2 separate regions of the Mus musculus genome follow, and region 1 is linked to region 2. Evidence: chromatin contacts called from public HiChIP or PLAC-seq data. All regions are on one chromosome and are shown on one strand. The core of a region is the stretch at or near the end of the contact, and the rest is flanking DNA. Distances in the headings are between cores, read along the strand shown. Region 1 has its middle 66 kb from the start of Dusp10. Region 2 has its middle 6.3 kb from the start of Gm39725.

What was found. HiChIP or PLAC-seq counts read pairs in DNA pulled down with a chosen protein or histone mark.
Region 1: a contact with region 2 is called in an H3K4me3 HiChIP or PLAC-seq map of the SCID.adh cell line, with 14 read pairs. The contact joins two enhancer-like sites. A contact is called at or near these places in 4 of 484 Hi-C or Micro-C datasets (CD4 T cells, megakaryocyte-erythroid progenitors and nephron progenitors), 3 of 115 datasets of contacts at active chromatin or transcription factors (CD8 T cells, the SCID.adh cell line and double positive thymocytes) and 2 of 9 other capture datasets (adipose tissue and liver).

The regions. Positions count from the first base shown.
Region 1 is chr1:184,098,525-184,102,998 of GRCm38.p6, reverse strand. No RefSeq gene overlaps it. Among named protein-coding and RNA genes, the nearest start is that of Dusp10, 66 kb to the right of the region's middle. Within about 2 kb of position 1,863, at least 32 of the 459 cell types and tissues checked have an H3K27ac peak or open chromatin away from gene starts, as enhancers often do. A contact at or near this core is called in CD8 T cells, the SCID.adh cell line and double positive thymocytes, where this site is marked.
Region 2 is chr1:184,004,679-184,009,394 of GRCm38.p6, reverse strand. No RefSeq gene overlaps it. Among named protein-coding and RNA genes, the nearest start is that of Gm39725, 6.3 kb to the left of the region's middle. Within about 2 kb of position 3,079, at least 75 of the 459 cell types and tissues checked have an H3K27ac peak or open chromatin away from gene starts, as enhancers often do. A contact at or near this core is called in CD8 T cells, the SCID.adh cell line and double positive thymocytes, where this site is marked.

The sequences.
Region 1 (4,474 bases), core at 614-3,113, 95 kb before region 2:
CTACTCTGTGCATAGGAACTCAGGGGCATATACAGCCAACAAGAAATAGACAAACTGTATGTAAAGATGAAGAGCCAACAGTGGAAATGGGACTTGAAAGAAGCAATAGAAATGGGTTGGAAGAGAAGGCCAACAAAGCTGTGCAGCCAAAGAGAAGGGCATCCAGGTGCCATGTGAGAGGCCCATGCCATGCTTTCAGTAAAGACATCCTGGGAATGTTCAAACTTATGAAGCACAAGCAAAATTCCTTAATTTCTAACAATATATCACATTAGTAAACAGAATATATATTAACAGGCTGCTTCATTTCAAATCATTTCAAGTGGTCAGCAAAACTTCTAACTCCAGAAATACTTTTGATCTTATGTTAAGCAAAATTACAAAAGTATGTAAACAAAATGGCCACAGTTGGATCTAAGAAGAGCTCAGAAAACACATTGGGGAATGAACCATGACACTGGACAAAAAGAGAAATGGGTTATATTTTTCTGTTTTCTACTTTAAATATCATGTTTTGTGGGCATATATTATGTTTGCAATCAAATTCTTTGTCTTCCTAAGGCTTGAGAAGTTTCCCATACTACCCTTCTCTTGCAGGATAGGAAACAAAACCTATGTTTCCACAGACTTCTGGGAGACCAGGGACTCATTCAAAACAACTCCACCATGCAGCTGCCAGAGTACATTGAGATGGGCAGAGTCGAGCCAGCAGTAGTGCGGACCAACTGAAGCATCTGAAAACTCACTTCTGCGCAGAGACCTGTCTCGGGGTCTAATGTTCCATTAGTATAGTAGATAAAATTCATCTGACTCTTCTTCAACCCACTATCTCTAAACTTGAGATTTAACTCTTAGGAATGATTGCCACATTGGTGACTATCGTACTGCTGTCACAGAAATACCTGACATAGACCACTGGAAAGAAGAAAGGAATTCTTTCAAATTGTAGCTGGTAAAGGTTTCAACCAGTCATTTATATCCGTGCCCTGTGTGAAGACATCATGACAGCTCCCTTCACCACTGAGTGGGAAGCAGGTGGCCCAGAGACCTACTTATTTCAACTGGGTCTCATGGTCTAAAGTTCCCACAACCCTCAAAATAGTGCTACTCGCTGGGGACCAAGAATTCAACACAGAAGCCCGAGTGGGGCATCTTCACACTGAAACTGCCTGTCACTCTAGCCCAAAGCAGGGAGTGTAGGTGACAGATGTAGCGAGTTCCCAGTCTTTCATGTTTCTGCACAATGAGGGCAGACTCAGACTTTTGCCAGTTTGAGGCCTCCTCTTTCTGTTATAGGAAGTATGTTAAAACATCTGTACTTATACCTGGGCTTCAAAAGAAGCCCAAAGATAGAAATCTTAATACGGGGTAGGCAAAAGGGGTGGAAAGAGAGAGAGAAAGGAAGGGTCCCTAACCACAGCCTCGGTGGAGATCCCCTTCATGTCTTCAAAATTAACTCTTAACTTTGCATGTGTAGCCCCAGTGTGAGGAGTAGCTACTTGCAAGTACTTCTTAAATGACCTTTGCAGGGCTGGCATCTTGCAGGTGCACCCCTGATAAAATCAAGGAAACCTCGGTGTCCTGGGACATCAAGACAGTTTCCCAAGAGAGCTGGCTGCAGATCATATGCTGCTTAGCCAGATGCAACCGAGTTAACGCCAAGCTGGGATCTCTCAGACTATTTGTTGAATGGAGCCACTCTGGAGTTATCTGTGGAGTAAACTACAAGGCTCACAAATATGGTTCTAGATTTTAGGCAGTGGAAGAACTGAGTGTTGGCAGTCAGACTGGAGGAGGTTAACTGAGACCTCATAGTAAGAGCCAAGCTGTTGCCAGAATTGTTCATTTATCGGGGCGGAAGCTAAAGACTGTCTGGGGGCAGCCTCTAAAGATTCGACTTTCATTTTTACTGTCTACCCGCTATTTCCATACCATTGTGCATTCTTATTAATTTTAAATACAGTCTTCCATTGCCCCTATAAGCAGTACTGGGAGGGTACTGACATGGACAGATAAGTGGTCCATGTGGCTTCCTCTGACAGCTACCTACAGTGGAGATCATATTGTCCAGAGGAGGAAGAACTGATAGGCGACTGCCTGACTCATTGCTATGTTAATGAGACTCACATCAAATGGAAGACTAACACTGTAGGCCAGGTGGTGGCCTGTGGACATCTGTTCAGACAGTTTACCCCTCACAACACATAAAGATTTTTCTTCCAGGAGCTCTCTTTACCCTAAAACTGCACGGTAACCACACTGTGAGCCCAGAAGCTGACTAAAATTTGTACTCTGAACTTCTACCCTGAGATAACTCAGGTCACTGTCCACTGACTAGAGAACGGAACCAGCTGCACTGCTCAAAGCCAGGTCTCCAGAAGTCTGGAATTAAGCAAGAGATGAGAGTCCAGTTTCTCTTTGGAAGCCTGGATGTGTCCTGTGTAAATATGAGAGGCGTATGGCATACCAGATAGGGGGAAGTGGAAACTATTATGAAAGCGTGGAGCTAAGATAAACCTTGGAAAGGGGCTCCGAATATTGTTTGTAATCCCAAGAAACATGAGTACCCAACATCTGAAGATAGATTAGCAGTCTACCGCGGCACTCACATCGCTGTTGTCGTGTGTGAACGATGGCTGTTGAGTCTAATGTTGGTAATTGCTGAGATTTGAATCTGAAAGGTTCCCCTGCAGGCTCAGATTCTGAGTGCTTATGCCTGGTCACACCTCGTCTCGTCTCCAGTCCATCCCTAACTCTATTTTCTCTCCATCAGGAAGTGAAGATGTTCCTCCGTTACACTGCCCTGGCAATCATGAGCCGAGCTTTCTGAAAGAGTATGCAAAAATATATTCTTCCTTGCTTAGTCATGTACTCCATCACAGTTATACAAACTTTCTAATTTGCATCTATTTTCTCCTTATATGAGAAAAGAATGCTGCCAGTTGGGAAATAGGCAAATATAGTCCAGTATATGTCTTTGGATACTCCAGAACCCAAAGACAGTAGGCAAACCACCCACTTCGATTTCTAAGATCTTCATTTTCCTATCTTTCTACATTGCTTCCTGCTCCCGTAGACACAAACAATGAAATCCAAGAGAAAAACAAGTGCCACCATGTTCCTTGGAAATGCCCAAATGGCCTTTGAAATTCCTCTCCCAACATTCAATCTCAGTCTTTGGCAAAGAGAGTTGTGCATTCAAAACTTTATCACTGGGATGTGCATCCTAGACTGGGACCCTAATAGATGTCGGTCACATTCTGCCTCTTTTCCAGCTGGGAACATCTGAGAGACGCTGCATGTTAAACAGCTGTGCCCTATATATAGCCATTACTCAACCCATCCCCAGAAAAAGATCACTGCCTTTTCAAGGGTGAGCCTATTCACTCCCATGTATATCAATGATGCTATGTTTACTCAAAAGCAGTTTGCTTCTGTTACCCTGTATTATTACAAGACATTTAAGAGTCAAGTGTGGGGTCTAGAAAGATGGCTCGGTGGTTAGGACCACTACCTGCTGCTCTTTTATAGGTCATGGGTTATGTTCCTAACACCCACATGGTAGTCACCTTTTATGATATTAAAATGTTAGTGTTATCCATTGAGTCTGATCACAGGACTCTGAAGGACACAAATATAGTTATTCTCTCTCTCTCTCTCTCTCTCTCTCTCTCTCTCTCTCTCTCTCAAGAACACCTAAGATTTGTAAAAGAAACCCAGGAACTAATTCAATGCTGGCTATGATTCAAGTCAATGTCCCTCCAGGGACACAAGCAACTTTATATTTTTCTTCACGATGGCTTTATTACTTCTAACTTTTGCCGATGGGTATAAAAATCCCTTTTAGGACACTGGGCTGTAATTGTTCTAGGGAGCATGGGTGAAACTCTTTTAACTCATCTACAGCCTGTACAGAATCCACAAGAAGCTACTGTGGGGACCCCTAACTTTCTGCAGAACTGGGGTTACTAGTTTACAAGTCATGTGAGATCCTGGGTGCTGTGCCACATGTGTTCTTGTTTTCCTTGTAAGTGATGAGGGAGGGGGTGGAGCAAGCAAGGAAATTAGAATCAAAACCATGAGGCTAGAGAGATAGCTCAGTGGTTTGGAGCACATACTGCTCTCTCCAGAACCCAAGTTCAGTTTCTAGCATCCATGTGGGGCTGCTCACAATCCCCTGAAGCCCCAGTTCCAGAGGAAGGCACTGCACTCGTGCACTCAAACACACTCACACACTCGCTCACACATATATGCACCTGATTTTAAAAAATAAAAATAAGTCAGATAGTACAAAAGTAGGGGTTAAATAAATAAATCACACCAAGTGTCAGTGTGATCTATTTCTGTCATTTCTTAGTCCTGGGGCAGTGTCAGGAGCACAGGGGCACTAAACAAAACTTTGTTATGGGAATAAAGGAGATTCTCAAATAATCAATCACCAGGAAGGCCAGCCATTTTAACTTTAACATCCTGG
Region 2 (4,716 bases), core at 1,830-4,329:
GGTGGCTAGCTGACTCTCTCCTTTCATAACTTCAAAAGCATTGTTCTAGTCTTCTAAAAATAAGTCACCAGAATTTCTTAACTATTTCCCTAGTATGTAATATTCTTTTAACTGATACATTTATTTTAGAATACTTTTAGAGTGATAGAAAATACACGAGAAAGAAAGGACTTGAGGAATGGTCACAGCCTATGGCAAAAAAAAAAAAAAAAAAAAAGACAGCCATTACAACCATACAATGGGAACATTTCTATAGCTGACCTCCCCAAGGACACGTGGCCCTGTCTGTTCTCTCTCACAGGTATGTTATCATATACAGTCTTATTCGTCCTCTCTCACAGATATATGTGCCTCTGCCCTTTTCTCATGAGTGTTTGGCCCAAGATGTCAATGGCATGAATGGCTTGACACAGTGATGTGTTTCAGAAAAGAGAAGAGTAGGCTTCTCTGAGAGTAGACACCAAAAGATGGCTGTCTGAGATTCCTTTCTATTACTGGGACAAGTACCATAATCTAAAGCAGCATTGTGGAGGAAGGGTTCATTATATCCTCCAGGTAATGAGGGAAGTCAGGACAGGAGCTCAAGCATAAACTTGAAGCCATATCTGTTTGCTATTCTATACAGTATTACTTCTGACCAAAGGACTTAAAGGCAAGGAAGAAAGCAGAAATCACAGAGGAACACTACTTGCTGGATCAGCTAGTTTCTTTATACGTCCCAAGACTACCAGCCCAGGGAATGGTGCTGCCCACAGTGGGTTGGACCTCCTATACCAATTAACAATCAAAATAATAACGCCAGTCTGATCTAGACGGTTCCTCAGTTGAGGCTCTCCTCTCAGGTGACTCTCGGCCATGTCAAGTTAACAGTTAAAGCTAACCAGGACAATGACAAAGACTTTCCAGAGCTTTTCCATAGCCCATTCTTCCTTGCTTGCTCTCCTTTATTGCAGGAAAGGTCTGTTCAGTGTAGAATCATGACCTAATACATAACTGCAAGTCATTTTGCAACTATCAAATACCACAGAAGTAATTTTAAATATCACATCACCCCAATGGTGGACTTATACCCTATATCCACCAAATGAGCCTTGGAAATAAGTTCCCTAGCACCTATGTATCCATGCATATTGTATAAGGCCATACTTGTCTCACCTCCTGGGGAAAAAAATATATATATATATGCTTTGGATAGGATTATTTATGTTCTTTTAAAGCCCGTTCATGATCACTATCCTTTATCAGTGAAGATTCTGCTGGCTCAGAGGTTATCAGTGATGTTTAAAATCACATTTTAAATATCTTTTTTTCTTTTTTTGAGTTTTTTGAGACAGGGTTTCTCTGTGTAGCCCTGGCTGTCCTGGAACTCACTTTGTAGACCAGGCTGGCCTCGAACTCAGAAATCCGCCTGCCTCTGCCTCCCGAGTGCTGGGATTAAAGGCGTGTGCCATCACGCCCGGCTTAAATATTTAAAATATATATTTTTCCTACCAAGATTGTGGCTCTGTGTGTTTTATTGTTTGGATGGGAATCAGAGGGATCAGGAAATAGGCAGCTGATTTATTTGGGACGCCCCTAAGTTGGAGTTAAGTTGTTGCTGTCCTCTGGGAAGGGGGGGAAGTCTAGCCCCAGGTTCAGATTTCTCTGTTGAGAAGCGATTAGGCCAAGAGGAGGTTGGCTAATTCAATTTTTTTAGCCTCCTGTTTCAGTTCATTGAGTTTGCCAGCAAGAAACAGGACTGCGATTTAAATACTCAGGGAAGAACCCTAGGCAAACTTTAGGCATTGAATCTACAGAGCACAGATAGGATACTCTGCTAAGGTTTGAATGTGAAATGCTTCCCTGCCCCCGAACAGGCTCTTGTGTTTGAACCCTTGGTTCTCCACTGGCAGTGCTCTTTGGAAAGACTGGGGAACACTTAGGGGGAGAAGCCTCACGGGAGGCAGTAGGTAACTAGGGGCTAGGGCCTTGCAGCTTCATGGTTTGGCATCATTTCCTATCTGCTCTCTGCTTTCTTACCGCTGATACACTGTGACAAGCTGGCCTCCAGGTTCCTGGCCAGGATGGGCTGTATCTCCCTGCAGTGGTAAGGAGGCATGCTCAGCAGCTCATGGAGCCCTTCTCAAGAGCTGAGTATATTCCTGACTGTTTCATCCCTTTGATGAAGAAGCTGTAATTATTTGTATTATGGGTAAAGAAAACAAAACACTCAGAAGGTTTAGAAAGCAGTAAGTCCCAACCATCCAGATCCAGGGAAGAACAGGAATTTGTATCCCTTTTTTTTTTTTTTTTTGTACAACATTCAGTGTGTTCCTGGGGTTCAGAGCTCAGTCGCCTTCTCATCAAAATCTTGTCACTCATTGTTAGCACAAACTGAAGACCGGTGAGAGGCTCCTTGCTGCGTGGGCTCACTGCTATCTCTGCTGCCTCCCTCGCATGTCCTCAACAAGTCTGTACAGGTAGGCTTCGTTTCTGTTAAGGACTGTGCGCAGGAGTTTTGCTGTTCATTGGCAAAATCTATAGACAGGGGTCTGGGGAGGAGTCTCAGCGGAATGATGCCTGCAGCAGTCTAAGCACTTTACCCATACCGTGTGCACATGCTGGCGGACCACTGAGCATCACACAGCCACCCCTGCAAAATGTCCACGAATTTTTACCATAGGGACTTCGCAGCATTGAATGAGGCGTTCAGAGATCATTCCTGCTTCAAAATTCTGCACAAAATCTCAGCAGGATGATGGCCAAGAGCACGTGTCGAGAACATATCACTATGGTTTGGTTGGCCTTGAAATTATCAGTGTCTTCTGAGCTTATGAGCAGTAAGCTTTGGGAAGGAGAGCCACATGGAGGGCCTCACTCCAGAGCCTCCCAAGACATCCCCTGGGACCCTCTGAAGCAATGCTTTTTTAAAACAACAGATACAATTGGAGGGTAAGTTGGCATGCTCATTGCAATTTGCCATAGTGGGGGACAAAGAAATGGAGGAGGAATATAAAGATCCCTTTAATAGAGGGAACACTGCTACCTTCCCTCCCCCACCCCTGCCAGTTTTGATGTGCTCAGCAGGAGCTGTGCAGTTGCAGGCTGTGGTGGAGTGTACACTGGAGTGTGAACAGGGCCACAAGGCACTTGACATTTGATTCTGAGTTCAGTGGAAACCAATGTGGTCACCTTGGGTTTCTTCCTAACTCCTTTAAAACTAGAACCTGATATGTTCTCTTAAGCATGGACCTTGGAATAGGCTGGCATAAATAAGCCCAGAAAGAGAGACCTGGGGGAAGACTAAATCTTGGAAGTGAGGGAGAACAAGGTAGAAAGAAAGACTGAGAAGAGAGGAAGAGAAATCATGATTCCTCCTACATTGGAGGAGGAGGAAGCAGAAGTGCTGTGGGACTGAATATGTGGCCTGTGTGTTCCCTGAGGTGCCTCAATTTGGCTTCCAGGGGACAGAAAGGAGCACTATCACCACAAAGCCCAGGAAGGGAGGTGAGACCAGACTCGTGGGAGGAGGGGATCTACCTGCTTCCTGTCCCAGGCTCTTCTGGTAACGTGAGCGAGTGTTGTGGTTTGCTAGCTGTTCTTGCTAACACCATGCCCTGCCTTGCAGGATGTGTGTGTGGTAAACATACCATCTGGATTAGAGAAATAGTTAGTCCCGGGGAGAGACTAAACATAGCAGGACGTCCATAAAGCTCTTAAATCTGACCACTTTGGGCCACCAAGAGGAGACCCAGAGGTTATACAAGCGAATTATTAAGTCTGGCTGAGAGGCCAGACACAGAGATGTTTCCATTTAGCCTTCTGAACATGCCCACAGCACAGGAAACTGATTCTCAGGTCACCCCAAGGTGCTGCTACCCTAAGTAACCATTGGGCCTTTGTGTTATATGGCTGACACCACTGGGGCATACACCTGTCTCCTGCCCTGAGCATTGGCAGAAACCTGGCTAGACAGTGTTTTCTTTCTATAACTTCATGTCTACCAAGAGAAGCTCATCTGAAGACTAGAAACCTTCTGCACAGTAACACTGTGGTGAGGAAAAAGTGTACTTCAGAGTTTGGGTTCAAATCTCAGTTCCAGTAGGAAGGACTTGGGTGGGTGACTGGCTCCTGGAGGGCTTGCTTTTTCCATTGTATCTCCATGATGAGTGGCTGAGTACTTCTAAAAGGCAATACATTTGTCCTAGTAGGCTTCTTGAGGAGCTAAATCTTCCTACATTCCCTTTATGAAATGATTTTCACAGGCAACTGAACCAGAAGGAGGCCACAATGCCCAATATCTATGAGTAGAAAAGGTGATCTGGGAGGGTTCTCCCTTTTCACCCCTTCCTGAATGGTGGGCAAGACATCTTAGTAAACAACACTGGACCCCCATTTTCTCCCAAATCATGTGACTTGAAAATACTCTGCAGGGGCTGTAGTGGTACATATATTCCTGGTGACCTGCCAGCCTCTTCAGAGCTCTAACTGAGGAACCCGACTGTGGTCGTGAACTCTCTCACTCAGGAACTTGGACTGGAAAGGATTTTGGATAAGAGATCCCGAGGGTCTCATTGATCCCTCATTGTGCATGTAACGGTAAGTGAGGTACGAATGACAGGCAAATTGAGGGTGTGGTTGAGTGAAGCCAAATTGTGTCTCAGTCTTGTCTATGACTGACTTCAACAGCACAGCCTAGCATTGAGCCATCCATGGCCTTTTTGCCTCAATGCATTT